Regions from separate parts of the Oryctolagus cuniculus genome. Here region 1 is linked to region 2. The links are chromatin contacts, called in public Hi-C maps. All regions are on one chromosome and are shown on one strand. Each heading gives the region's core, a stretch centred on a gene start, on an enhancer-like site or on the middle of the called end of the contact. The rest is flanking DNA. Distances are from core to core; before and after follow the strand shown. Region 1 overlaps ARHGEF28 (Rho guanine nucleotide exchange factor 28). Region 2 holds the start of ENC1 (ectodermal-neural cortex 1).

Region 1 (4,756 bases), core at 2,237-4,736, 810 kb before region 2:
AGCCTAAAGGGCTTCCCGGTGGGCTGATGAAAGCCAGGGACGTCCTTGCTATCCTTGATGAATCCTTTATTGAATGAGTTCCCAGCTCTCAATTAGCCAATGGCATTAACATCCTCCCTCACCAAGCTGGTTTGTGAGCGCCCTCACCTGTGACTCCTGTGCCAGGAGCACAGGTGGACCCAGCTGCTCAGGGAGCCTGGGCCACGGGCAGGTCGGAGAATCCCCCACTGACTGGGTCCTTGTTCCTCAGCACCAGGGCTGCCCTGAGCGCCCGAGCAGGAATTCTCATCAAGGTGAGAGCTCCCTCTCCTGGGGTTGGACAGAGGCAGTAATGTGCCTGGCAGGGCTCCCTGGGGCTGCCCGGTGGGGCTGCTGCTCTTCCCTCTCCTCCTCCTGCTTCCTTGCCTTCTCCCCGATGGACTTTTTCCCAGGCCCGGTTTCTCACATGGCTCTCCTGCTCCTCCCTGCTACAGGCGCCTTTTAGCACTGTCATAGCTGGGACGTAGAACTTGGAGCTGACCACAGGCTACTGAGCGTGGTCACCTGACCATGTGTCTCTTTCCACCTGCAAATCCGTTGTCGTCCAGATGTCCAGCGGCTCCTAGAGCAGAGGAGATGCCCAAATTGAATGCCGAGTAGTTTCCGAATTGAATCACTGGACAGAGTGTCTTAGAAGTGTTTGTCAGGCTGTCGGAATTATACACTTCCAGGTGGTAGCTGAAATGCTGTGATTGTAAACCAAATCTTCTGCTGTTTGGTGCGGTGTTTCCTAAGCTGACCTAAGCCTGGCATCCTCAGAGTAACCTCTGGTACTCATTGAAAGTACGAATCCCATCTTCTTCTCCAGAAAATCTGACCCAGCACATCTAGGGTTAAGATTGAATCTTGATGTTTAAAGCAAGTGTGGAGAGACATATTGTGTGGAAGAACTGCTCGCTTGGACAGGTTTTAAAATTCTCATCTGGGCCGGCGCCACGGCTCACTAGGCTAATCCTCCACCTAGCGGCGCCGGCACACAGGGTTCTAGTCCCGGTCGGGGCACCGGATTCTGTCCCCGTTGCTCCTCTTCCAGGCCAGCTCTCTGCTGTGGCTTGGGAAGGTAGTGGAGGATGGCCCAAGTCCTTGGGCCCTGCATCCCATGGGAGACCAGGATAAGCACCTGGCTCCTGGCTTCGGATCAGCGCGGTGCGCCGGCCGCAGCGTGCCAGCCGTGGTGGCCATTGGAGGGTGAACCAAGGGCAAAGGAAGACCTTTCTCTCTGTCTCTCTCTCTCACTGTCCACTCTGCCTGTCAAAAAAAAAAATTCTCATCTGATTATTGTGTTTAAATGAACTGAACTGCAGAACGTCTTCCAGCATGCTGCATTGGAGATGTTTTTATGCAGTGGGTTTAGACTTTTTTTAATCAAGCTGGTGCTGTGTGGTATGCGGATGCTGAAAGCGTTGGTCTGGTTTGCAGGTCAGCACACTTCTGCAAAGGGCTGGTGGTAAATTCTCTGAGTGTGTGTCGGGGAACTTTGAAGGCAGGCTGTACTTGTGTGTGTGCCCTAACAATCCTTTACAAGTGTAAAGACACAGTGTAGCTCCTGGGCCTATGTAGAGGCAGGCAGGGCCCAGGTGTAGCTTGCCAACCTTTGGTCTAGATCATCTGTCTGTTGTTTACGTCTGTGTTTGTCTTTCCACCCAGCTGAGAGCCTGCAGGTTGCGGTGAAAGCGTCGCAGGTGGGAGAGGCCAGTCAGCGCTCCGAGGACAGCTGCGCAGACTCCGCCTGGACGGACGCACCTGGCTCCCAGGAGCTGCCGGGGTCACCTGCTGCCTGTAAGTGGCAGCACAGGCCTGGGGTTGAGCCAAGCACAAGGCCTGCAGCTGAGAGAGGTCCCGAAAATAAAGCCACGGCTCTGGCCCTTGCCGGGGGCCGGGGGCTAGGGGGTGGGGACTTGGTGTATTTTTTCAAATCAGAAAACGATCAGAGCCTCGCCATGCTGGCCACAAATCCACACCCTGCAGGCACCGTCCTGACGCTGCGGCTGCAGGCACGGAGCGTGCGGAGTGGCTGTGGTGTGGTCAGCCACGCGCGGTCCTTCCTCAGACCCCTGCCTCACTTCTGATGTGACGGAAGGAATGCAGTTGTGAGAGGACTTTTACACTTGTTTGATTTTTTTAAAAAAAGGGTCTTTGCATTAGTGCACAAAACTCTTCAATTTCATCTCATGTTCATTAACCAAGAAAGCATGACTCAGGAAGTGGAAACACATGGATCCTCTCTCTCTCTCTCTCTCTCTCTCACACACACACACACACACACACACACAAGTGCCAAAGGATTGTTAACCTGCATCATCATACTTTTAATTCAGGTCAGAATGCATTTATTAAAACACCATTTCAACATAAAAACAGAATCTAGAGAATTAGCTGCTCTGAACCTGATCATACTACTACATGCATATTTAGCTAAATGCTTAATTCCATAAAGTTTCCGAGGTACAAGCATAGAATTCATGCTTCTTCATGGGTGGATGGTAACCTTACTCCCACAAGGTCTTATATGCACGAGAGAAAATATCTTTCATAGCCAGAGATTAGAGGATTGAGTTTTCTTAGGACTGACTAACACAGAATAACTTGGTTAATTAAGATAAATGGAAACAGCATAGCTTTTTAATTGTAAGGTTTCTTTTTTTTTTTTTTATTTACCAGCACCAATGATTATTTTCCCTGTTCAAGTTGGGCTTTATCTACTCCTGAGTTTCTATTTCCAGAATGCGCACATATGTTTTTCATTGTGACCCAGCGGAGGTGTACTGCCCTGGGTGACTTCCTTTTAAGAGAGGAGCCTCATTATGCCACAGAGAAAAGGCCGTCTAAAAATACCGCCTGGGCTCTGCCACGCTCGGCCTCACCCCAGGGGACAGCTGGGGAGGCCTGTCTGCCCTGCAGCTGCTCCGAGCGCGTGGCGGCCCAGCCGCCCTTCCTGCAGGGCCATGGCAGTTCTCCCCTGTGTAGTCATATCTCCCCAAGACTTGGGAGAGTTGCAAAAGGACCCCGCGGCACTGCTGGAGCCGCTGAGAGGCTCTGTACCGAGCGGTCCGGCTTTGGGTAGAGGCACTGGGCAGGGGAGTGGGGTCTCGTAATCTCGTGACCCGCAGGCCTGTTCAATGTGGGCTGAGTTAGAGCCCGGGGCCCCCAGAGCTGGATTGTAGAGTTAGTTGCTGAGGGCGCTACCCGCACATCTGTGACTGCAGGCTTGGTTCTGAGTCAGGCCCTGGTCTGCTGAGGTCATAACCCCAGTGGAGCCTTCTGTTTGTGGTCCCCGAGACGCTCGAGCAGATGGATGAGTGTTTGCTGCCTCCCGGGAAGAGCTGGGCTACCTGGAGCCTCTCGTGCCTGCCTGAACCTGCCAGCAGGGCAGGGACAGAGGACCCGTCCACGGGCCATCCCCTGCCTCCACTTGGCCCGCCCGGCCCTGGATGGGGAGGAGGACATGGGGAGGGCCTTTGGCTTCTCTCTCAGAGTTGGGAAGAGTAGCAGTGGCGAAACCACTTCTGGGGAGGTGTGGCCACGCAGGGGGTACAAACGGACCGAGGTATCCGACTGATGCCCTTTGAAGTGGCCCCTGGCGTCCTAGAGAGCTGCCATCAGCCACCTCCAGCCCTCTTGGAGGGTGCATCCTGCCCTGTACTCCTCCATCTGAGCCTCCTTTCTCATCCGTTGCTCTCAGACTGGCCACCGAGGCGCACTGCCAAGAGAGCATGCTTCAGCTCTACCCACCCTCCCCACGAGGCTCTTCCCCATCACTGAACAGGAGCCCTGTGGTGCACTCTGTATGCCCCCAACAGCGCGTGGCTCCCTCAGTGCAAGCGAGACGTGGAACGGACCCGGGCTGTGTGGGGTGGGTCTCTGGGCTGACAGCATGTGAGCCCCACGTGGGTGGGGACACCTCCGAGGAGAGGACGCCACGGGCATGATTCCAGGCGGCATTGCTTTGTCAGCTGTGTGGGGGACCCAGTGGCTGGCTGCTGACTGATGTCATCTTTTTTATTTCTGTCTCAATGCTGTGCTTGCAGCGCTTGGCCCAGAGGGGGCAGAAGGAAGAGGCTGTTGGGATGAGGACGGCGGGACCCAGGGTGTGGGAACTGGCCAGGAGATCCCCGATGCGGTGGAGAAGGTATTGTCAACCACTTTGTTAGCACCCAGCACCCATCACGTCGTGTCGTGAACCAGCCTCAGGTGCCGCGAGTGCAGTGAAAGTGCTTTTCTGCATTTGTGCCCCGTGAATCGCAGCGTTCGTCTCTAGACTTTCTAACTTATCTCTCCTTCCAATGTGCTTGTTCTTCCTGTGTCATGTAGGTGTAAACACACAACCAAGAAGTCATTACCCCGGATGGGAAGCCCGCCTGTGTGTGCTGTCTGCGCTGTCTGACTTCCGCTCTTCCCTTTCTCACTGCACACCCTTGCTTGTCGCTCACTACGTTGGGAGACTTTCACTGAGCACCGGGCCTGGGCATTCGGGGCCCCTGGGCAACCGGACGGCGCTAATGTAGCGGAAGTCAATTTCCACTTTGGGATGTTCTTGCTTCTTCCACCTTCCTTGAACTTCCTCTCCTGTCAAACTGTTTTCCTGTTACCACCAGCATTTCACCTACTTTTTGTAGATTTTTTTAATCTAATCTGACCAGTTTTTGCTTGGGGCAGAATAGTTCCAATTGCATCTCGGCTTTTGACTTACTGTATATGAAGGATCTTCAAATAATTG
Region 2 (4,568 bases), core at 2,061-4,560:
AGCTCTGTGCTGTGGCCAGGGAGTGCAGTGGAGGATGGCCCAAGTCCTTGGGCCCTGCACCCCATGGGAGACCAGGAGAAGCACCTGGCTCCTGCCATAGGATCAGCGCGGTACGCCGGCCGCGGCGGCCATTGGAGGGTGAACCAACGGCAAAAGGAAGACCTTTCTCTCTGTCTCTCTCTCTCACTGTCCACTCTGCCTGTCAAAAAGAAAAAAAAAAAAGAATTCCTTTGGTACAATCCAATCTGCCAACATACACAGTAAATGGCCAACTTCTGCTATGGTCTAGACCTTTATTTCAATGTTACAGATAATTTCTAACCAGACAGCTCTACCACTACGGGATTCTAAAAGCACCCCGAGATAAACACGACCATATACTGATCGGTGAGCCTTAGTGGATGCACACAATAGATTCTGGCCATAGTTGCCACCCATCTTTCTTGCTCTGGATAGCTTCCAAAGAAGGATTTGGCCCACACAAAAGGAAGAATATTTTGAGTCGCATACTCGTGAGTGCTGTTTTCTGTTCTTCCTCCCTTATAACAATTCTTGGAAAAACAGTTGCAAGAACAAAGGATCAACCTACCCTTCTCTTTTGATTAAACAGTACATTAGCGGGACTGTGTACCTGTAAATGATGGTACCTGCATACAAGAGTTCAAAATACAAACAGTGCTTTATTTAAGTCAAAACATACACACAGGCACACATATCTGTGTGTGTGTATCACCAGTCACTGTTAATTTAGGGCCACCCTATAATTTATTTGCTGACTGAAGTGTTTTCGTGGGTCTGCAAATTGAAATCACAGCCAAACCTGAAGCTCTCCTTTGGCTTTCTTCAGTACAAAAACCTAAGGCAAACATACAGGAAACGCCTATCATTTGTCTTCAAAAAATGCATCACGGCCCTGCTCCCTTTTTAACACTTCCCCTGTCACTGTAAAGGAATAAAGCAATAAAGCCCTCAAGAACCCGCCTGTCAAAGGATTCCTAAGCAGGGTAAAACTGGGTGCGTGGTTACAGTATCTGTTCCAAACACAGCCATTCAGGTATTTTCAATGGATGTCCCAGGAATTAGTAATAAATGCAACCGGAATGACTTACCACAGAGTCATCGGCTAGAATGTGAAACTGCACTTTCCTGACCAGCTGTGAGGCACACAGCACAGAAGGGAAGAGCCTAGAACACAATAAAGGCAGGTGCCTAACATGCCTCAGACAAGCCACATACCATCAGGTGATGCAACTTGCTTTCCTTTATTTGGGGCATGTAACTTTTTGGGCTGGGTAAACAGGGCTTAGTGGAAGAAAGTAACAAGAGTCCAAGAGTCCTCCAGTAGCCAGGGAGGGAAGACTTTCTTTACAAAGAACCAGAAGCCTCCACAGTGAGAAAGCTTAGGAAAAATGACAAGCAGCCAAGGGTTACTCCCACTTCAGGCTAAGCCCCACTGTCTAGTCCATTTTAATGCACTGCAGAAGAACCCACCTGAACCTCTGTGAATGCACCAGGTACCCAAAGTATTATAGCACATATTAGCATCCCTGATGATCCACCACTCCTGCAGCTGTCACTTGAATTACTTACTTTCAGCTTGGAATATTCTGAGGAACACTGCGAGCCTAAACCTCACAAGATGATCTAAACACTCCTGTGTAGCCAGCTAAAGAAGGGAGCCCAGTGCCATGGACTCACGCTGGACCACCAAGGGTTTTCCTGCATATTAGACTCCCGGTGTACACAACAGTTACAATTCAGTTTGCATTTCAGAAAACAGTTTGCTTAAAAGACCTCAGGATACAGGATCTGCATCTCCGGGCTCTGCTCCTGTCTTCCAGGTTGGCCCAGAGAGCCAGAGGCAAGACACTAGCCTGTCATCTTGGATACCATCCAGATGGAAAAGCATACCACAGTCAGAATCTTAACATTCTGGCAGGAATGTATGATTAAAATAAAACATAAACGCGAAGGCTCAGGGGAAATGACTTGCTTTCTGGTTTAGAATTATGCAAACATGAACATATCAGGAGACAGGACTGAAGCCACTAAATACACCTTCATCAAAAAAGGAATCATCCTTGCAGCATTTTTTAAAGCCCCCAGAGACATATTTGCATACCAAGTGAGTGGCGACGACACGCACACATATACTTAACCTGCGTCTACAAAGGCAGAAAAGGGCTGCTATTACTGTGAACATCAAAAGGGCTTCTAGTTACAGTACGCTCGGTTCACGCAGTGCTTATGCAGGCTCCCTGTCTCCCACACGCCAGCAGGCTCTCCAGATTTTCAACCTGATCTCGACCCAATCAAAGGAGAAAGCGGGCAGATTTTTCTCGGACTTCTGCGTCATTGCTAACAATGGGTCAACATTATAAAAATCTTGTTCACACACACAGCTTTCGCCATATAATCCTCTGTAATAGTCGAAAGGCTACTTAACTCGCCGGCCAAGCCCGTGAGGGCAACGCCAAACTCCAAGCCTAACAAGTTCAATGTTTCATCTCTACCCCGCCCACCGATTCCTATCCTTTGAACCTGGTAAGGGAACACCAAAAGCCGACTGCTCGCACAGGAAAAACACTAGTTTTGCAGAAACCAGTTTTCATTCATTTCCTGCAGACATTTCTACCCCCCCCCCCACCGCGCCCGTGAACGCGCTCGCACTAGGGGTGTCTGGTTCCAGCTCTCCCCCGAGACCGGTAGGGCGCAACGTGGGCAAACCAGCCCTCGTGCTGAGCCCTGGAGGCCGCAGACAGCGAGACTGATCTTATCCCTGGCTAGGCTCCGCGATTCCCCCCGCGGCTCGCCGGAGTTTCACGCCGCGGAGAGGAAGCCGGCCGGCCCCTCCGGCGATGCCCTGCTCCGGCTTGCTGTGGTAGAGGCAGCGGCGGGCATCGGGAACAGCTCCCCCAGCCCACGCCGGGAGCCCAGAGGCCCGGCGCGTCCTCACCCCTCGCGAACACACCCCCCGCAGGCCGGGCGGCACCCGCAACAGGTCCCAGGCAGTGGAGGAAACTTACAGCGCTGGCGACTGCCTGGAGCACGACCGGCTGAGTGCTAGCCTCGGTCACGGGCGGGGAGCCGACGAAGCGGGCGTCTCAGTCCCGGGAAGCGGCGGTGGCGACTACCCGGGAGAAGCGATCGCGCATGGGGCGCCCGCCGGGGAGAGAACCGCGCCGGAGGCCGGCTACCGCTGGCGGCTCGCCTCGGCCTCACGGTCTCAGGCCGCGGACCCTGTGCCCAGGACCCGCGCGCAGCGTCTCCCGGAGCGAGTCTTGGGAGGGCAGAGCGAGCCTGCGGCTGCAGGCACCGCGGAAGGAGGCGGGCTGTGCACTGGGGGAGGGAGCCAGAAAGCGCCTTGCGCCGGGCGGCCGCCTGGCGTCTAGACCTGGTCTCCACAGCGCCACCACCGCGCCGCCGCCGCCGCCTCCCTCTCTCTCCCGGGCCGAGAGTCTGCGCCCGGCCACCGCGAGCCGGGCTATAAACGGCGCGGCGGGGAGGGGTGGAGAGAAGGAGGGGGGGGCGCGAGTGCCGAGACTGACATGGGGCTTGGGGGGGGGGGGAGGAAGCACATTAGCGCGGCGTACGGAGGAGGAGGGAGAAGGAGGAGGAGGCGGAGGAGGGAGGGAGGAAGGGGGGAGGAGACGAGGAGCAGGGGAAGAGTGTGTCGGGGGAGTTAACCGGGAGAGGAAGCCAGGGAGGGGGCTGCGGGCGGTGCAGGGAAACAAAGCGGACGCGCTCTCAGCCTTTGGCAGCTGCAGCTTTCGAGGGCCGCGAATAAAACAAGTTTCCGGGGTCGAAGTGTCTGTCTCTCAGGACCAGACTGCTGAATGGATCCCCTGGGAACTGAGCGACCCTCCGCAGGGGAGCGCGCCCCGGGCTGCCAGCGCCCACGAGATGCTCAGGACAGGCTGGCCGGGGCGAGTGGGTGTCCGCGGCACGCGCCCTGGGCGCGCACAACCAGCGCGCATGGGTAGGACAATCGGAGGGGGCACAATGACAAGGGAAGGCGCTGCAGTCTGCACACTCTGGGCACTATGCGAGTCTTGCAAGCTGGGACTAGGGGTTTCTCGCTGGCACGCGGCCAGACTCGAGCCCCGGGCGCTTTCCCGTTGTCTTCCTTCCTCACTCCGGACGGGTGCGGCGCTCGCAGCCGGACTCTGCTCCACGCCTGGCAGGAGCTGCAGCGGTCCGGGCTCTGTCCCGCGGGGGCGCGCACCACGTGCTAGGCAGCCAATCGCTGTGGCCGCTTGATTCAAAGCCAACTCAAAGGAGCTACCACGCCAGCTCCTCTCCGTAGCGTTAAAGCCTCCATTCCCTCTGTCCGACCAGGCCCCTTCTGTTTTTTTTTTTTTGTGGGCTGGTGGTGCTTGGATGGCGTTCAGTAGAGAAGTGGCTCGGGCACGCATTTAATGCCCCGCGTGCCAGGAGGGAAAGGCACGGCACAAAGTAGCTTCCTGCGGCGATGCCTTTTTATTGAATCCTGTTTTCTTTTTGCGTTAAGTGCTTGCCTTGCCACTGGGAATAAAGTATTGGAATAATAAGGTCTGGGACGACCTGCA

What was found. A called contact is a pair of places that touch in the nucleus more often than the background predicts.
Region 1: a contact with region 2 is called in a Hi-C map of skin fibroblasts, with 6 times the contacts expected there. The contact joins the enhancer-like site here to the promoter of ENC1 in region 2. A contact is called at or near these places in 5 of 6 Hi-C or Micro-C datasets (ear pinna, embryonic fibroblasts, psoas muscle and 2 more).

What each region holds. Positions count from the first base shown.
Region 1 is chr14:37,085,546-37,090,301 of mOryCun1.1, reverse strand. ARHGEF28 (Rho guanine nucleotide exchange factor 28) reads left to right here. Exons shown (of 29, transcript XM_017350622.3): 23 at 1,687-1,818; 24 at 4,068-4,168. Among named protein-coding and RNA genes, the nearest start is that of ARHGEF28, 100 kb to the left of the region's middle. Within about 2 kb of position 3,486, at least 1 of the 8 cell types and tissues checked has an H3K27ac peak or open chromatin away from gene starts, as enhancers often do.
Region 2 is chr14:36,276,182-36,280,749 of mOryCun1.1, reverse strand. ENC1 (ectodermal-neural cortex 1) reads right to left here and starts at 3,310. Exons shown (of 3, transcript XM_002721113.5): 1 at 3,027-3,310.